Linked DNA regions of Zea mays: region 1 is linked to region 2. A link is a contact called in public Hi-C data. All regions are on one chromosome and are shown on one strand. Each heading gives the region's core, a stretch centred on a gene start, on an enhancer-like site or on the middle of the called end of the contact. The rest is flanking DNA. Distances are from core to core; before and after follow the strand shown. Region 1 holds the start of LOC100193506 (phosducin-like protein 3). Region 2 has its middle 42 kb from the start of LOC103629437.

What was found. Hi-C and Micro-C count contacts between places; a contact is called where the count stands out from the background.
Region 1: a Hi-C map of endosperm shows a contact between it and region 2, with 2.4 times the contacts expected there. The contact joins the promoter of LOC100193506 here to the enhancer-like site in region 2. A contact is called at or near these places in 4 of 25 Hi-C or Micro-C datasets (bundle sheath, endosperm and leaf).

The regions. Positions count from the first base shown.
Region 1 is chr6:75,889,505-75,893,460 of Zm-B73-REFERENCE-NAM-5.0, forward strand. LOC100193506 (phosducin-like protein 3) reads right to left here and starts at 1,673. Exons shown (of 4, transcript NM_001138619.3): 1 at 1,376-1,673; 2 at 922-1,065. The coding sequence starts at 1,617.
Region 2 is chr6:75,841,659-75,845,916 of Zm-B73-REFERENCE-NAM-5.0, forward strand. No RefSeq gene overlaps it. Among protein-coding and RNA genes, the nearest start is that of LOC103629437, 42 kb to the left of the region's middle. Within about 2 kb of position 1,428, at least 18 of the 20 cell types and tissues checked have an H3K27ac peak or open chromatin away from gene starts, as enhancers often do. A contact at or near this core is called in bundle sheath, endosperm and leaf, where this site is marked.

The DNA of each region.
Region 1 (3,956 bases), core at 423-2,922, 48 kb after region 2:
AAGAGCAATAATTTCATGAAAGATCTTCCATGCTGAAAAACTGCAGTGTGATTAGTTACATTACAGCTTACAGTGTTGGACAAAAAGAAGGGCAGGCCCAGCCATGAATTTGTTTTGTAATTGGACCATTTTTTCTATCTATCAATGAAACGGCATGTTCGAGAAGAAAAAAGAAAGCATGTCCACAGATCATATATATCAAAGGTACGAACTGCTGGGACCTATTTCATAGCGATGAAATGTCTGCTTACGAGCCTACAATGCACAGCACAAATATCAGAATTCCTATATCCAGGCAACCATAGTCAAAATTTCATAGTCACCTAGTCTTTTCAGGCAACTTTCTATAGAAATCTGATGTAGTCTACTTCTTCTCTTAGGAGTACGCAGGGGAGAGACAAGTGGATGAGAGGAACAGGAGAGCGATCGCAAGGCGTAGGGAGGAGGGCGATCACTGTCGCCGGCCTGGCTGTGATGATCAGCCAGGATGACCGAAGGTAATCTCCCAGCCTGGAGATCTTTATTCCTTCAATACCTAATACAAACTAATAAGACAAATTCCCTTATAGACTAGGACTGCCGTACCACCCAACAGGATAACAATTATCTGCTATAAAATAGGAGATCTAATCTATCTCTTTAACTGAACAGCTAAAAAGTCTCCCGACCCTTATCTTCTAGCTGCGCACCTGGGCCCAAATCCTAGCTGCGCTGGCCCCCTTTCTTCCTATGATAATGCTTGCCTAAGAAAGCATCTATAACAAATTCCAACACAACTAAATAAAGTGCACTAAAAGTCTGAATTTAGTTCAGTCTGGTCCCATAGCTGTTTGGTCGATTCATACAAAATAAATGATATAATTGTTCTCCCATGCATAATCATGGATATAACAGGATGCAGTGAACTGAATGAAGAGTTACCCATCCTTGTAGAGGAAGACCACAACCCAAACATCTGATTGTGCCTGCGATACCTCCCGCACGAAGTCGGAGCCAGTGATGGGAAGTATAGTACCAAATCGCGCGGCTTTTGCGGCTTCCCTCAGCTCTGCGAGCCTCATCTTCCTGCAGGGGCATCGAATTACATCAAATCGTCACAATCAATTCGCAGCTGTACCAAAAAAATCGCAAAACGCATTGAGTAATCCAAAGCCCGGAACTACTGCGAGGAATCCGGATCAACCATAAAAAGATATCGGATTACTATCAGGAGAACACGAATTATACCAATCAGCCACTCTAGTCAGGTCAGATCAATCAAACGCGGTAGGCACTTGAGCTTCCTAAGATGCATCCAATAACGGACGGGGAAAAGACAGCATAACGGATCAGCAATCAGACCGCAGACCGGATCGAGCCTGTGGAGAAGGGCTACCTGTACTTCTCGAGGAAGCGGTCGTCATCCAGATCGTCCTCTAGTTCCTCGAGCTCTTCGGGCTCGCGCACGTCAAGCCATTCCTTGGACTTGGGCTGCTCGTCGGCGTCAACCTTCGGGGCGAAGGGCGGCGGCTTGAAGGGCTCCGGCTTCGGGGGCAAGTTCCCGAGGCGGCGCTGGATGTCGTCCCACTCTGTGCTCGCCCCCTCCACGTCCTTATACACGAAGTGGTAGTCCGCCATGGCCAAGCACCACAGGGAGGTAGGGGCTCGCAGAACCGCAATGGAATGGAGAAGTGGGGAAGCGAAGTGACGAGTTGGAGATTTTTTTTTTTTGGACGAAGCAAATTACTCCCTTCCACGATGTTTATAAAACCACTACGGTCAGTTTGTTTTGTTGAAATCGAATTTCATTCTAATAATTATAATTTAGATAAAATTAATTAAATTAATATATTTATCTATGTAATATATTTATATATTATTTTAAATCATTTGATTAAGATAATTATACATTAAATTTACGTTATAGAGAATCAAATAGAAAAATGTACTATAAATTGTATATTAGAAAAGTAACATGTAAATCTATATAATAATATAACTTAAAATTATTTTGATAGGTTAGAAATCAACTAAGATAATTTTAATAGTACAAAACTAAATATCAAATTGTGATAACCTCAATAACCTTAGAAGATATGAACTTCAAATTCAACTTGTAAATGAAAAAAACGAAAAAGTCAAATTTTATTAGGAAGAGATTTGTCTTTTTTGTTTGTCTAGATACAAGTTGAATTTTATGTTCATAGATACAAGTTGAATTTTATGTTCATATTTTTAAGGTGACTAAGGACATCGTAATTTATGTTAGAAAATATTCTAACAATTTTTCATCATTATTTTATATTTAGTTCTATATCATTAAAATTATTATCCGATATCTAATCTATCAAAATAATTATAAAAAATTATAATATATTTTAAGGCTAAATTATGCTATTAGCTATGCCAACAAAATTTGAACTAAAAACTCAGTTTGTACATAAAGAAATAAAAAATTGTTAAGGGGTAAATTGAACCATCTAAAAAGGAAAGGATAGATAAAATGAACTAAAAATACTTTAGAGGTTACATGAACATTATCCATAAGTGAGAGTAGTAATTTAGACTTTTCCCAATTTTAATATTTGACACCCAATTCACATGCCTTCCAGATTTGATACCCTAGGTTACATGTCAATAACTGAATGACCCCACATATCATTGTGATAGGGATGTCAAATCTTGAAAGATATATGAATTAGGTGTCAAATATCAAATCCAGAAGCATGAGCGTGATGTGCAGGCCCCACATTCAGGGCCTAGAGTGGTTTTGGACAAGTGAGACTCACATGTCGATGAGATTGCAACCAATTTTGGTGCAGCTATGCAACAACGAGTTTTTTGGGTCTGCTTTCTAGTGTAGATATTTGATATTTGATGCTCTCAAACCGATTTTCATGTTTTCACCATTTCTGTGAGCTATAGCTTACTGGCTTCAGGTGTTTTAGGGGGGCCTAGAACTTTTGGGTCCTGAACATTCTTAAATCACTATGAAGGTTTAGACGTACTTAGGATATGAGACAACAAATTTATAGCCAGTTTCAACTCGCAAACAATAAGTTCTTTGGATTTACAACACCACAAGGAGCTCAAATACTAGGGGTGTATTTTTTATGTTTTGGTTTTGTGATTCATATGTTTTTTGTTCTGGCATGTCAAACATGTCAATCTAGGCAAACAACTTGTCATTTTTCTTGGTCCAACTCTCTAGTGTAGATTTTTGACATTCAATGCTCATGGATAGATTTTTCATGTTTTCACAATGTGTCATGAGCTATAGCTCACTGTTTTCAAGTGTTTTAGTGGTCTAGAATTATCAAGCCTCGGGCATCCTTAGGCCACTATTAAGGCCTCTAGGATGTACCTAGGATGAGATAACATTTTTTGTAAGGGGCTATCACATAGTGTGATAGATAGTGCATCAAGTGAAATGGGCCTGAGACCCACCTAAGGTTTATCATAGTGGTAATCTATTCTATGTGATCGGAGATCCCGTGAATTAGAATGGTAAAACAAGCTAGTGACAGACTGAGAAGAAAGACCCTTAATAAGGCTCATTTCAGATGCATATCTTTCCTTACTGTAAGGTAGGTTGGTGTTTACACCTTAATATGTTCTAAGTGACTTTGTGAAACAAAAAAATTGTCATACAGAACATCTTAGAAAAATATACCTATATGGGTTAACTGCTAGTCACAGTTTATAACATGCCTTAGCGCCTAGACGTAACCAAGATGATCTTGTTGTCTTGGGAACACACCTGGACTCCCAAGGCCTCAAACCAAGGTAGGCTATCTGTAGGGAAACGGGTGACGCCTAAGAGGGGGGGGGGGTGAATTAGGACTTCTAAAACTTTTACTAAACTTGGCCACAATTAAATCCCTAGAGCAAAACCTATGCAAGAATCAAAACTAGAATGTGCAAACTAGGTTTTGTCTAAGTGTTGCTATCTCTACCGCAAAGGCTAAGTTTCAATC
Region 2 (4,258 bases), core at 178-2,677:
CTAGCATTTTACCGAATACGTGACGAGCAACATACTAGACTTCACTATTCTACCCGATCAAATTTTATTCTAGCACTAATTCACTACTGCGATTTACGTGCACGTCACTGGCCCACGTTTAACAGCGCAAGTATACCAAACTGACGAGAAATATTAAAACAAAAAGCGAGAGCGATGATAGCTCACCAATAATTTGATCCGTCTTGAAGGCCACGAGCACGGCTATGATTTCTGATTCTGCCATTACGTCGAGCACATGGTGAGCACCACGCAGGACTTGTTGCTTTATCCAAACTCTCATGATTTTTCGACGACGCAAGGGATGTCGACGAGTTTGAGACTTGTAAGGTCGAGCACGACAGAGAGCTTCGGATCCCGACGCAAGTAGCGTGCAGTTGAAAGATAGATCGTTGGGGTCGACGGGCACGTTGGGGAAACGGCTTGGATCGACGACGAAGAATGAGGGGACTTGTGGCACTCTAAATCGTGAACACATACATGTCGCTCTCTTGTATACGGACTGTTGGAATCGACTCGAATCGCGTAAGCATGTCCATCACGCTGGGCTTTTGTCGAACACGAGGTGCAGCCACGACATCGATAGCGAGTGAGGTGGACAACAAGGTCAGAGCTGCGCAGATCCGGGGCTGCTGTTCGGAAGAAAAAGGGGCTACTGTTCGGAAGAAAAAGTGCACAGGCGACGGCGAGCAGCTGGGGCGCGGCTGCACGTGCGAGCAGGGAGAACGGTGGCGACTTGGGCGAGTGTAGAGGCGTGCAAGAGAGCTCAGCGCGTAGGAAGTTGACGCGCGCAGCCGGGAGGAACGAGGAGCAAGGGCTGGAGCGCGTGGAGGAGAAGCCGACGAGCTCGAGCACAGGGAGATGCGGCCGAGCAGAGAGGTGGCGCGCGGCTTCTATGAGCGAATAGGGGAGGGATTTGGAACAGCCGAGCGCCATGGATGGAGGAGCGGAGGAAAGTCCAGCACGCAGGGGAGATCCATGGTAGAGGAGGACGCCGGCTAGGACGAGCTTGAGGGCGCGATGGCTGAGCCTCCCCGGCGAGAACATGGAGAACCGACGCGAGTGCTAGTCGGCGTTGGTCGGCTGGGCACCCATGGCCGGCCCAAGAGCTTCCGGCGAGGAGATCCACACCAGGGATCTGAGCGCGAGAAGGTGAGCTACAGCTTGGGGTCGGGCAGCAAGTTCCTCACGAGGAGTTGGTGGCTGCTGCCGAGGGGAGCAGAGAACGACCGAGCGCTGAGAGTAGGGCGGAGTCCGAGCTGGGCCGGGCGCCATGGGAGATGGTGAGGAAGGAGATGGGGAAGATGCCGAGCAAGCACCAGAGAAGGGTAGCGACGGCCAGCCTCCATGGCGTGCTCCAGCCACCAGGGAGCGACGAAGTAGAAGACAGGCTGGTGAAAGCTCTGTGCGTTTGCTGTCTCAAAAATATATCAAGCGATGGGATAAGGCTGACTGTACCAGCGCGGCGAGAAAAGATCAGGACAGTGGCAAAAAATATGTGCGCCATAGAGATCAGTCCAGGGCAGCGGCAGAAATATTAGTAGAGAGAGAATTTTGCAAAGAAAAGTGAATTCAAGATAAGGAATGAGGTGCATGCCGACAACCATGCATCCATCTCAGGCTACAACATTTGATAGGATAGAATAATGTCGAGCCATAGATTTGCCACGTAACAATTGTGTTTGGATAAAAGAGAAAAAGAACAAATGTATAGAAAAATAGAATTTTTCTTCTCTTTTTTTAATAAAAACATATGGATAAATATATGTCCTAGAAATTGGTTCAGGTGAGGTGTTCATAGACTATACTAAACGACATTGCCTTCAATATTTTATTCTGTGGTTGGTTTCAGTTGAAACCAAATTGATTAAAAATTATTCGATTTCGGCTCTAATCATCTCGGTCCAATTTAATTTTGCATTAATACTTTTGTCGTCGAGTCCTAATTAATTTAATTGAGATGAACTCAGAGGGCTGAACTAAATTTTTAAATTCGTCTTTGCGCGATCTATGAATTTTAAATAATTACCAGACTCGCCAATTTTCAGAACAATTACATTCCGAACTTCGCGAAAACTTTAGGAAGAGTCTAGATAGACAGAGACAAATGCGATATTAAAATCGTGATAGGCGAAAATGATCACGATATTGAGATTAATATCCTCATCGATATCCCGTGCTTAAGTCCGTACTCGCTGTTACGCGTATAGTAACACTTGGGGTGTTACAATAGATAACTAGTAGTAGAAGTAGTATTAGTAATAGTGGAATAATGTAGTAGTAGTTAGTAGTATAGAGTAGTGTAAGTAGTGTAGTGATGTAGTTGTGTAATATAGCGAAAAAGGGAAGGAAGGCTGGCTCATAATGAGTTGGTCTTTGAGTTTGTGGAAGAACTTCCCTTCTTTATATATTGAAGAAAATTTCAGCTTGTTCTGAGCATCTCTTTCGCTTTTCCATTGTTCTTTTATAGTCAATCGATAGCTTATATTCATGCCCAGCGCTGCCGTTGTTCTTAGAGATAACACCCGAGTAACGATTGGTAATTGCTGAGTCGAATTTGGTTCTGCCGGTATTTACATAGAGAAAACAGCTGAGTTATGGAAGGCATTGCCGGCGTCTTTTAGAAGTAACTGCCAGGCTACTCTGGACCATGCCGGCATTTTAGAGGTAACAGCCGAGTTATGCTAGATCATGTCGGCGTTTTAGAAGTAACAGCCGAGTTACGCTAGGCCACGCTGGCGTTTTAGAGGTAATAGCCGAGTGGTGCTTGGTGACGTCGGCGTATTAGAGGCAACAACCGAGTTACTCTGGGCTATGTCGGCATTTTAGAGGTAACGACCGAGTTATGTTGGGCCATGTCGGTGTTTTACAGGTAACAGCCGAGTTATGATGGGCCACGTTGGTGCTTTAGAGGTAACAACCGAGTTATGATGGGCCACGTCGGCGCTTTAGAGGTAACTGTCGAGTTATGCCAGGAAATCTTGTTTTCCCGAGTGATGACTTAGCACTTTTTAGAAATGGTGCCCAACCCGGGAAAACCCCATTTATATCACGTCGTCGCACGTCTCTGCGTTCTGAACCCTAACTTCACCTTTCTGCCTCAAAACATTCCTCTGTTTCCCTCTGATTTCACTTCCGTTCAATCCGCCGACGAGATTGCGATGGCGCCCAAGCGGAAGAACTAGAATTCTGCTGCGGTGGTCATTCCTCCCATCGACCCTAACAGCCAGTTGCCCTTCGCAGGTAACCATATGTCTGTTGTCTCAGAATCGGATCTCCTCCGCCTTGTCGATGTTGGAGTTCTTCCTCTGAAGGAGCTTTGTTCTTGGCGGATTTGCCGTGGGGTCACTGTCCCAACAAAAGATACCCACGAGTCCGTTGTCTACGTCCATTTTCTTATCTGCGGCCTTGCTCTTCCCATTTCTCCCTTCTTCCACGGTCTCCTTGACTTTTACAATCTAAACCTGACTCATCTGAATCCCAATTCCATTTTACAAATTTCTATCTTTGTTCATCTGTGTGAGGCCTACCTCGGAATTCTTCCCCACTTCGGTTTATGGAAGTACTTGTATCACTGTTGGCTTGGGATGACTAGGGGGCAGCACCAGCTCGTGGGTGGTGCAAGTCTGGAGATGTGCCGCGGGTGGAAAACGGAATACCTTGATATTCCAATTAAGGACAGCATTAAAGGGTGGCGCCTTGAGTGGTTTATTGTGGAAAACCATGGCAAGTCCCTCCCCCTCGATCAGGGAGACAGCCAGATGTGCGCACTCCGAGTTAGATTGAGTCTCCTACTGCCTTCGAAGTAATAGAAGCTAGGGTTATGCTTGCTGAAATCTGTCTGCTGAAGGAGAGAGGTCTGACCGCCAAGGCTATGGTCACCAATTTTGTTTTTAAGAATATCCAGCCCTTGAAGGACAGAGCATACCCAGCTTACTTGTACAGTGGTGTTACCGACTCGACTCAGGTTACTAATAGGAAAATTCCTACTCAGGATTTGGTGAGCCGGCTAGACATGATCTTGAGAGGCAAAGTATCAAATGTTGGTGCTCCTGTTGCCTACTCTGCTTGGAATCTGCCACCTCCTAAGTCCTTTTTCAGTTTCGTGTCCAATCCTCCTGCTGGTGATAGTGGTTTGGGTCTTAGAGTGTGACCCTCTTCTGAAGATATTGAGGTCTTGGTTGCTTCTCTTTGTGATCTTCCCAATGATGAGAGGCAAGTTCATTTTGAGATGTCAGTG